Regions from separate parts of the Macaca mulatta genome. Here region 1 is linked to region 2. The links are chromatin contacts, called in public Hi-C maps. All regions are on one chromosome and are shown on one strand. Each heading gives the region's core, a stretch centred on a gene start, on an enhancer-like site or on the middle of the called end of the contact. The rest is flanking DNA. Distances are from core to core; before and after follow the strand shown. Region 1 overlaps FAM222A (family with sequence similarity 222 member A). Region 2 overlaps UBE3B (ubiquitin protein ligase E3B).

What was found. Hi-C and Micro-C count contacts between places; a contact is called where the count stands out from the background.
Region 1: a Hi-C map of fetal cortex germinal zone shows a contact between it and region 2, with 4 times the contacts expected there. The contact joins two enhancer-like sites. A contact is called at or near these places in 5 of 14 Hi-C or Micro-C datasets (cortical neurons, fetal cortex germinal zone, fetal cortical plate and 2 more).

Annotation. Positions count from the first base shown.
Region 1 is chr11:116,931,890-116,936,447 of T2T-MMU8v2.0, forward strand. It overlaps FAM222A (family with sequence similarity 222 member A), which reads left to right. Exons shown (of 3, transcript NM_001194323.2): 3 at 363-2,865. The coding sequence ends at 1,639. All of the region lies in intron 1 of LOC114670944 (a long non-coding RNA gene), which reads right to left. Among named protein-coding and RNA genes, the nearest start is that of FAM222A, 54 kb to the left of the region's middle. Within about 2 kb of position 2,937, at least 6 of the 40 cell types and tissues checked have an H3K27ac peak or open chromatin away from gene starts, as enhancers often do. A contact at or near this core is called in fetal cortex germinal zone, where this site is marked.
Region 2 is chr11:116,682,493-116,687,572 of T2T-MMU8v2.0, forward strand. UBE3B (ubiquitin protein ligase E3B) reads left to right here. Exons shown (of 28, transcript XM_077954902.1): 20 at 138-314; 21 at 431-541; 22 at 3,308-3,445; 23 at 3,765-3,830. Among named protein-coding and RNA genes, the nearest start is that of UBE3B, 47 kb to the left of the region's middle. Within about 2 kb of position 2,594, at least 7 of the 40 cell types and tissues checked have an H3K27ac peak or open chromatin away from gene starts, as enhancers often do. A contact at or near this core is called in fetal cortex germinal zone, where this site is marked.

The sequences.
Region 1 (4,558 bases), core at 1,687-4,186, 250 kb after region 2:
AGTACATACTGTAGAATTCCATCTTACCACTTACACAAACCAGGCACAACCAGTCCGTGTTAGAAGTCAGGATAGTGGTTAGCGTGGTGTGCTTAGAGACTGGGAGGGGCCCGGGGATTAGCAATGTCCTGTCTCTTGGCCTGGGTGCCATAAAACAGTTGTGTTCCTTTTGTGAAAGTTCATCAGGCTTATGATGCAGGCAGTTCCCTGCACTTTACACTCAAATTCAAAGTTTAAAAATGTAGAAGGAATAAGGAATGAAATGAATGGGAAATGAGTGGAGGGGGAGGGACTCGTGAGCCCTGTGGGGAAAGGTAGGCGTGGCCTCCTGATGGACCCTCACACGCGCTTTCCTCCCGCAGGCGAGGCGGTGGCCAGCGCCATGCATTCCTCCCGCTACCCAAGCCCGGCAGAACTGGACGCCTATGCCGAGAAGGTGGCCAACAGCCCGCTGTCCATCAAGATCTTCCCCACCAACATCCGTGTGCCCCAGCACAAGCACCTCAGCCGCACAGTCAATGGCTATGACACCAGTGGCCAGCGCTACAGCCCCTACCCACAGCACACCACTGGCTACCAGGGCCTTCTGGCCATTGTCAAGGCCGCGGTTTCCTCCTCCAGCACGGCCGCACCAGCTGGGCCCGCCAAAAGTGTGCTCAAGAGCGCCGAGGGCAAGCGGACCAAGCTGTCACCGGCCGCCGTGCAGGTGGGCATTGCGCCCTACCCAGCGCCCAGCACTCTGGGGCCCTTGGCCTACCCCAAGCCACCTGAGGCGCCTGCTCCACCACCCGGCCTGCCTGCAGCCGCCACTGCCGCCTCCGTCATCCCCCTGCCAGGCCGGGGCCTGCCCCTGCCACCTTCCAACCTGCCCTCCATCCACAGCCTCCTCTACCAGCTCAACCAGCAGTGCCAGGCCCCGGGCGCCGCACCCCCTGCCTGCCAGGGCGTGGCTGTTCCCCATCCCAGCCCTGCCAAGCACGGCCCAGTGCCCAGCTTCCCGAGCATGGCCTACTCGGCCGCAGCCGGTCTGCCCGACTGCCGGAAAGGCACTGAGCTGGGCCAGGGAGCCACCCAAGCCTTGACGTTGGCTGGGGCCACCAAGCCTGCAGGGTACGCAGACAGCGGCCTGGATTACCTGCTGTGGCCGCAGAAACCACCCCCACCACCACCCCAGCCACTGCGTGCCTACAGTGGGAGCACGGTGGCCAGCAAGTCCCCCGAGGCTTGTGGGGGCCGGGCATATGAGCGGGCCAGCGGGTCACCCCTCAACTGTGGCGTGGGGCTGCCCACCAGCTTCACCGTGGGCCAGTACTTTGCAGCCCCCTGGAACAGTGTGCTGGTGACCCCCACCAGCGACTGCTACAACCCGGCGGCGGCAGTGGCAGTCACGGAGCTGGGGCCGGGGGCAGCCCGGGAGCTGGCTGGGCCTCCCGCAGATGCCCTCTCGGGCCTGCCCAGCAAGAGTGTGTGCAACACATCGGTGCTGAGCAGCAGCCTGCAGTCGCTGGAGTATCTCATCAATGACATCCGGCCACCCTGCATCAAGGAGCAGATGCTGGGCAAGGGCTATGAGACGGTGGCTGTGCCCCGGCTACTCGACCACCAGCATGCCCACATCCGCCTACCCGTCTACAGATAAGGCCTGCCCTGCGGATGCACGGACACGCAGACGGGGCGTGGAGCAGGGAGGCAGGTGGAAGAACAGGGTGGGCGGCTCACAGGGGCGCTCAGCCCCACCCTGTGCCTGCTGATGCCCACAGGGAAGCCAGGCTGGTTGCCGCCTTGCTGTGGCCGGATGGAGGGTGGCAGGGCAACCTCACATACCAAGGCCCCTCCCCACCATCGGTTGCCCCAGGACACAGGGAGGGCCTGGGGGCAGCCACTGACGCCCACGCCTTCCTTTAAGCTGGCAGAGGCAGGGAGAGAAAAACCACTCGAAAACAAGAATGGTTCTTTCTGGGCCTTCTGGGACAGAGGCCCAGGCTAAGGTGGGGTGCAGGAAGAAACGGGCGCACCAGAGTCAGGGTGGGGGCAGAGCAGCCCCCAGGGGTCAGGCAGCTATGTTTCCCCACGCTGACTCCCCAGTATTCTGGAAAAGGGGCACAGGAGGCCGATAGGAAGTCACTGGGCCCAGAATGTCTCCCCACCAGCCAGGTGAAGACCACTCTGACAGAGGCCCCAGCGACTATACCAGTCCCCCTGTTCCTCCTCCCCTTGCCCCCACCATTCCTTGCTAACACAGAGTTGCACCCCATCCCCATTCTCCAAACCCTGGACTACCATCTTCCCCCTTCTCTCCAATACATCTTATAGGGCTGCTGAGTACAGTTGTGCAAGCTGTGCACTGCACAAGGGCACCTTGTCCAAGGAGACACCACTTTCACCCAAACTTGTATATTTATTACAATTTTCTGCATCTTGAGGAAGGGGCGTCATTTTCCTGTTCGCACAAAGGCACCACAGGGGCTAACAATGGGCCTGCAATCTTAGATCCCATTCAGAGAGAACCGCCCTTGCCTTTGAGGGGTCTCTTGGGACCGTCCTGGTTTTAACTGGGAGGCCTAATCCAACTCCTTTCCTGCAAACCACCCTCCAAGGCCTGTCCCACACGATCAAGTGGGGGAAAGACAGGCAGGAGTCCCCTCATGAAGTCCCCAAGTCCTGGCCCCTCTGGCGCTCTGGAAGCGGTACTGTATCTCTCTCCAAGGCCTGTTCAAGCACTAAGTGCATTTACAAATCTCTGAGAATGTTTTTTTTTTATACTAAAATTGACCATTATATTCTACTGTGAGAAGTGCAGTCTGCACTATATTGTTTTAAAAACGAAGAGAAAGAAAAAAAAAGGAAAACACAGATGGTGCCTCAGCTGTCGGGTTGCTTTCGTAGCTCTTGTTTTCGTTTTCTTTCTTCCTCCCCTTAGGAGTGAAAGGGGCTGTCTCCTCCCAGCTGACCAGGCTTGCAGCCCAGGAGGGAAGCGGGCCAGGAACCTCCGGGTACCTCCTGTGCGTGGGGCATTCCGCACTCAGTGCTTCCCCTCTTCCAGCTCTTTCAAGATGGACATTGTCATTTAGCACACAGGCTGATGGCCGCTAGGTCACGGCCAGCGATCCATCCCCACAGCAGCAGAGACAGAACCAAACGGGGCCCTCTTCCTCATTCCCTCGATGGTGGTCTCGAGGGGGCATCTCCCCTCCACAATTTATTCCCAGCTCTTCCTCTGTACCTGGCATGCTCCAAGGGGCCATGGTGGCAGTGGGGCTGGGGACAGGCCACAGTGGCTAGGCAGCAGCCATCTCCATGGCCAACTACATCTCAGCCAGGCCAGACACCCCAGTGCCCACCCACCCCCTGCTGTGGTGCCCAGGGATTTGCAGGAGACCACCCCCGCCCCAGGGAGCTCAGCATTTATTAGGCCCTGGCTGTGGACCAGGCATCTTCCTACATACTGTATCTTGCCAGAGCCCCACAACACCCTTGCGGGGGGGAGGCGTTCTAGAGGAGAAAACTAAGACTTGAAGCAATCTGTGCGAGGTCACACAGCAAATCTGTGGGAAGCTGGGGTTCAAACCTCACAACATGGACTCTTCCCTGTGTCCCATTCCTGCCTTCGCCTCCTCCCATCTCTTCTCCCCCAGCCTCCTAACCCAATATTAGGGCCGGAGAACTGGAGAGCTCCCAGCTAAGGCAGGCCTCCCCTCCCATTCACAGAGCCCTGCTAGGGTGGCTGGCAATGGTGAAGTCCAGGGCAGAGATGGGGCAGAGGGGACGCCTTGGATTTGACTCTGCGGTGGGTGGTCCACCTCCCTGAGACCAGGCATCGAAGTCAGGCAGCACATACTACCCAGTCCACAGAAGAGGAAACAGAGGCTCCGAGAGGAAGGGACCGTGTCCGGCAGGGGGGACCCGGGCCTTTCTGCACTGGGTCAATGAGCCAAGCACATCACCCCAGCCCCTGGGGAGCAGGAGCCGGGCCCAGCTGGGTGAGGAGCTGGGAAAGGCAGAGCTGCGTGAAAGGCTGCCGGGAATCATCACAAATAGGACACAACTAGTATAAATGGCAATCGACAGAGTGCTTTTCTGATCTCACTAGAGTCTATCAGGTAGGTGATAAAATCATGCCCATTTTACATATGAGGACACAACCTGACCAACGGCCACAAGGATGTTGAGAGGGAGCGAGGCGTTCTGGCTGCAAGCCCCACCCCCACCCCCATTCATAATCAAAGCCCGCCTGGGGGCATCCGGAACCCAGAGGAGCCCGGACAGGGCAAGCCCAGCAGGCCTGGCCTCTGCAGTGGGCTAGACTTGGGTTCCAGTCCTGACAATGCCACCGTGAGTGACCCTAACCAATCCATTTCCCAAGGGGGCGGCACCAGAACCAGAGATGGAATTCAAGCAGACAAAAGCAGTGTCAGCACTCGGGAGGGAGCAGGGCAGGAAACCAAGGTCTAGGGCCAGGTGTTGCATTGGGAGATGGCCTATGGCTTAGCTGTTCCCAGTCGTCACCACTGGGGCCACCCAAGGACCAACTTGGTCACCCAGGTCCCCATGTCCTTGG
Region 2 (5,080 bases), core at 1,344-3,843:
CTCCTGTCATGCACCCACGTGTCATAATTTGCACATTTGGTAATGATGCTGGGAGAGCTTCGCACAGAGGAGAGGGAACCCCGAATTGTGCAGAAGTCTCTGGGCTTCCTATTGGGCTGTAATTCTGCTCTTGGCAGGATGGCTACGAGCAGCTTCGGCAGCTCTCGCAGCACGCCATGAAGGGAGTCATCCGTGTGAAGTTTGTCAATGACCTCGGGGTGGACGAAGCAGGGATTGATCAAGACGGTGTTTTTAAGGAGTTCTTGGAAGAGATCATCAAGAGAGTGTTTGACCCGGCACTCAATCTGTTCAAGGTATTTAAGGGGAGGGACAACAGGGTTGACAGCAGCCAGATTCAAGACGTGAAGAGCTGAACTTGCTCCTTGCAAGGCACTTGACCTCTGCCTCTCCCTGTCTTTTTGCCTTGCAGACAACCAGTGGGGATGAGAGGCTGTACCCCTCACCCACATCCTACATCCACGAGAATTACCTGCAGCTCTTCGAGTTTGTGGGGAAGATGCTGGGGAAGGCTGTGTATGAGGTAGGAACGTTAAGAAACAGAGAAATGTAAAATAAAATGTTAGTGGTATCATGGGCTTCTTCATATACACATATGTGATCGGGCTTGGCCATGTAAACTGTCACTAGGGTACAAGCGAGGACAGGGGCAGGAACCAAGGTTTGTTGTACACCAGTGCTGGGCACTTTGCCTGTGCCATCTCATCTCATCCCATCGACAGCCCTGTGACAGGGCTGCTGCTGTCCTGGCTATTTAAAGATGGGAGACCTGAAGCTTTGAGGAGTCACCTATCCAGAGTCTCATTGCTAGTTAAGTAGTAGAGGCGGAATTTGAACCCAAGCCAAGATAGAGGCGGAATTTGAACCCAGGCCGGCCCAAGTCCTAAGCCAGCCCTCTTCTTTCCTGAGGCGTGAGGAGTGGTGTGCAGAGCCAGATGGCCACACGGAGGCTGGGTCCCCATTGTAGGAGGGCAGCATTTTGTGGAGTTTGATAGTTTTAAAATCTTGTGCTGACTGGGCACAGTGGCTCAAGCCTGTAATCCCAGCACTTTGGGAGGCCGAGACGGGCGGATCACGAGGTCAGGAGATCGAGACCATCCTGGCTAACACGGTGAAACCCCGTCTCTACTAAAAAATACAAAAAACTAGCCGGGCGAGGTGTCAGGCACTTGTAGTCCCAGCTACTCGGGAGGCTGAGGCAGGAGAATGGCATAAACCCGGGAGGCGGAGCTTGCAGTGAGCTGAGATCCGGCCACTGCACTCCAGCCTGGGCGACAGAGCGAGACTCCGTCTCAAAAAAAAAAAAAAAAAATTCTTGTGCTGTTTGAGTGAGTGCTTCCCAGCCATGGCAACAGGTCAGGACCAGCTGTTCCTAGTCAGCCGTGTGACCATGTGCCTTCGAGTTCCTTTAGTTTTTAAGCCCCGTTCTCTCATCAGTAAAGTGGAGATAAGAAAAACCACGTTCCTGGGTTGCTGTTGATGGTAAGTGAGGAGGGCCTCCCACGGTGCCCAGCAGCTGCTCACCCCAGGTGGATTGGAGCAGTCGTCCTCACCTTACTAAGAGGAAGTGAGTCTGGGTTTCCACTCTGTGGCCTCTTGGGGTCAGGGCGACGTCGTGGCCCACACAGCTCCTGCTCCCTGTCCATTGAAAGCCGTGGTGGGACCACCCTGAGTGGGAAGTCACCGCCTGTTCCTGGGAAGAGTCCTGCTTCCCAGGACGAAGGAAAGCTGCAGCACAAGCTCAGCTAGTCTGTGTGGCCTTTGCAGCGGGCTCCAGAGCTGCAGGGACCTTTCCTGGGTCTCAGGCTCTGCTGAGCTTCTGGCCCAAGTACGGAGGAAGCGAGCCACCTGGGCAGCACTCTTCGCATACCCCGGAAACCTGGAGAAGTCAGATGCTTTCCAAACAGAAAGAGCCAGCAGCTGGGCCAAGCTGAGAGGGAGGTCTCAGGGCCAAACTCCTTTCACTCTCGAACAATCCATTGTTCTCTCTCTGTCTGCAGACAGCCTGTGTGCACGGGCCTCCGTCCCCGGCCATGATGGAATCAGGTGGCCCATCTGAGCCCCTGCCCAAACACCGTCCAGTCTTCCTTGTGCCCTCCAGTGATTTGGGTCCTGGACCCATTCTCTGTGCCTCTGTTTCCTCATCTGCATAATGGAGACAATTTCTCAGTTGATTGCCACTGAGAAAGTTAAAAATCCCATTAGGACTCACCCGAGCACATGGCATGTGTTTTCCTTTAAACACGTTGCTGTGATGACACTCAGAAGAGCCTGAGCCACCTGGAAAGCATGGCCTCCTGGCTTTTCTGAATGTCATCTCATTTCCCAGGCCTCGCCTCTGTGTCCTTTCCCTCCCTCACCTCCGACAGTAATTGCACTGACGAGAGAAGATGGGACCTGCTAGGCCCTCCGTGAGGAGTGGCATGGATTAACTCATTTACCCCTTACGGTCCTCTGACAGGCGTCGTCAAGTCCGAGTGACTGTCCCCTCTCAGCCTCTCCAGTCCACATGTCTCTCACCACCCTCCTGCCGCTACCCTGGCACAGTCTGTCAGCGTTTTCCCCTGGCAGCATGCCACAGCCGTCTGGCTGTGTCTCTGCCTCCTGTCTTCCTCTCGCCAGCCCATTCCCCACATAAAAGTGTAGCTCTGTCCCGTCTCTGCTCAGAGCCCTCTGGACAGAATCCAACCTGCAGTGAGGCTTATGGGCCCTGCCTGACCTGACCTTACGTCCTCTTTGGACGTAGCTTCCATTGCTTACGTGCCCTCCATCCCTGGAGCACTCCTGGGGCCTTGTACCAGTGCCTGGCTGGCTACTTTATGCCTCGCTTAGCTGGCTTTTCCTCCCGGAAGCTCCCTAACCCTGCCTTTGGGGGAGAGCTTCTCCTCTGTGCTCCTCGGGCCCCTGCCCATGCCATGGCTGCCCTGAGAGCTTGGGGGCCTGATACTGTGCCCGCTCCATCCTCTTACCTGAGAGGCTGGTGCTGCTCCCCACAGACAGGTGAGACAGCTGAGGGCCCTGGCCTGGCAGCAGCCCAGCTAGGATTTAATCTCTGAGCACTGTAGCTTCAAACCCTGTGTCCTGACCACTCGTGCTGTAATGTCCCCAGGAGGCACTCAGTTGTATTTGATAGAGGATGGGGAGATACTGCTCTCCAGATTGGAAACTTAGGAGGGGCCTGGAAATGCCGATGGCACCCTCGGGCCATGTCTGCACCCTGAGCCACCCCGATCCAAACACTGCATCAGAATCCTGGCCGACCGACAGCTCTGCTTCTCTGCTCTCCCAGGGAATTGTGGTGGACGTGCCATTCGCATCCTTCTTCCTGAGCCAGCTGCTCGGGCACCACCACAGCGTCTTCTATAGCTCGGTGGATGAACTGCCTTCTCTGGACTCCGAGTTCTATAAAAACCTCACCTCCATCAAGGTGAGTGTGGAATGGTGGGTGAGCTAAGCCAAGCACTGGTGTGAACTCACAGCTTTGTAAAGTCCCAGAAGGAGATGGCCTGTCTCTTTCTGCTGTCACTGTAGCTGCTGCAGGCCCCCCACGTCCCCCTGTGGGCAGTCCCACTCAGGGCTGATCCTCACAACCTCCCACCTCAAAGTCACCAATGACCTTCTTTGCGTCAAGCTGTTCAGCAGCCATGGGTGTTCACAGCACCAAAGTAGCACCTCAGGGGAGGGTTAAACCTCTAAGCACATAGTGTTCCACGGCCCCAACACTTTCCCCTTCTCTGTCACGTTAGCGCTATGACGGGGACATCGCTGACCTGGGCCTCACACTGTCGTATGACGAGGACGTCATGGGTCAGGTAGGTCCGCCCCCTGGCTGAGTTCCTTTTCCACTGCCCCCATGGGTTCCTGAGACCTGCCATTTTGTTTGTGTTTTCCTCAGAAAGAGCCCCAAGCTGAGGCTCTGTCTGGTCCCTCGTCCTCCCCACCCCTCGCCCATCCTCCTCCCATCTTGCTGGGAGAGAGGGCCCCCTCCTTTCCTTCCAGTTGACCTGGCCTTTGAAGCTTCCCGAGGAGACCCTGCTTTCTTATATCGCATTTTAGGGTAATTCCCCATTTGTAACATGGCTTTTCGTTACCATGGTGAGGATTAGCTGTTACAAATGGAGGATTATGTCTTAGAGATGGGGAAGGTGCCACCCGAGAAGTGCCTCAAGCAGAAGCCTGTGCATGTTCATGGCTCGGCATGCAGAGCAGAGCAGGGAGCAGAGACCCTGGACTCGGGGCCGCAGCACGTCTCCTCCCACGTTTCCTTCTGCCTTTTCTCTGTAGCGGCCTCCACCCCCTCTGATTGTGTCCTGGTGGAGGTGCCTGCATGAGGCTCTGGGAGTGCATGTCCAAGGGCCGCTCGGCAGAAACGGCACCATGAGCTTAACGCAGAGCCGACTTCTTAGACTCGTGCTTGGGCACCTCAGAGAGAACCCCCAGTCTCCCTGAGCCACGCTTTCCATATCCATTTGCCAGATGGAAGTCCTGGATGGGCCCAGTCCGTAAGCACTGCTGGGAGCCCTGCGGGGCCTGTCCTCCTGAAAGGCCCCTGGGGAGGCTGACATGTGGCATGTGAAGGCTCAGAGTAGCCTGTGAGGAGGAAACCAAAGTGGAGCTGAGTTAACCTCAAGCTTTGCTAACTCCTCAGACCCAGAACTCTTCTTTGAAGGAAGGAAGGAGTGCTGTCTCACAGGATCGTTCTCTACAGAACAGTTCACGGGCGGGGTGTTCCTGGAATCAGGAAACCTCAGGCTGGCTGATTCTTAAGGGCCCTTTCAGCTTTAAAGCCCACGGTGCCACCCGAGATGCTGACGGCAGTGGGACTGGGATCACTTGTTCCTTTCTGGATCTGTAGGGTTCTAGAATCTTCACAGAATTGCTATTAAAATTGGCTTCAAATGATATGTCCTTTGATTTTTAGGTGATGCACAGGAAGTATTCCTGAAGTTGAAAGAAGCAGTTGATTTTAGAGTTTAAAATAAATCGGTAATCAGATGTTGAGGCTTCCTCCTAACATAATTTTCTCTCCCAACGTTAAAGATAATGAAACTTCTAACAAAAA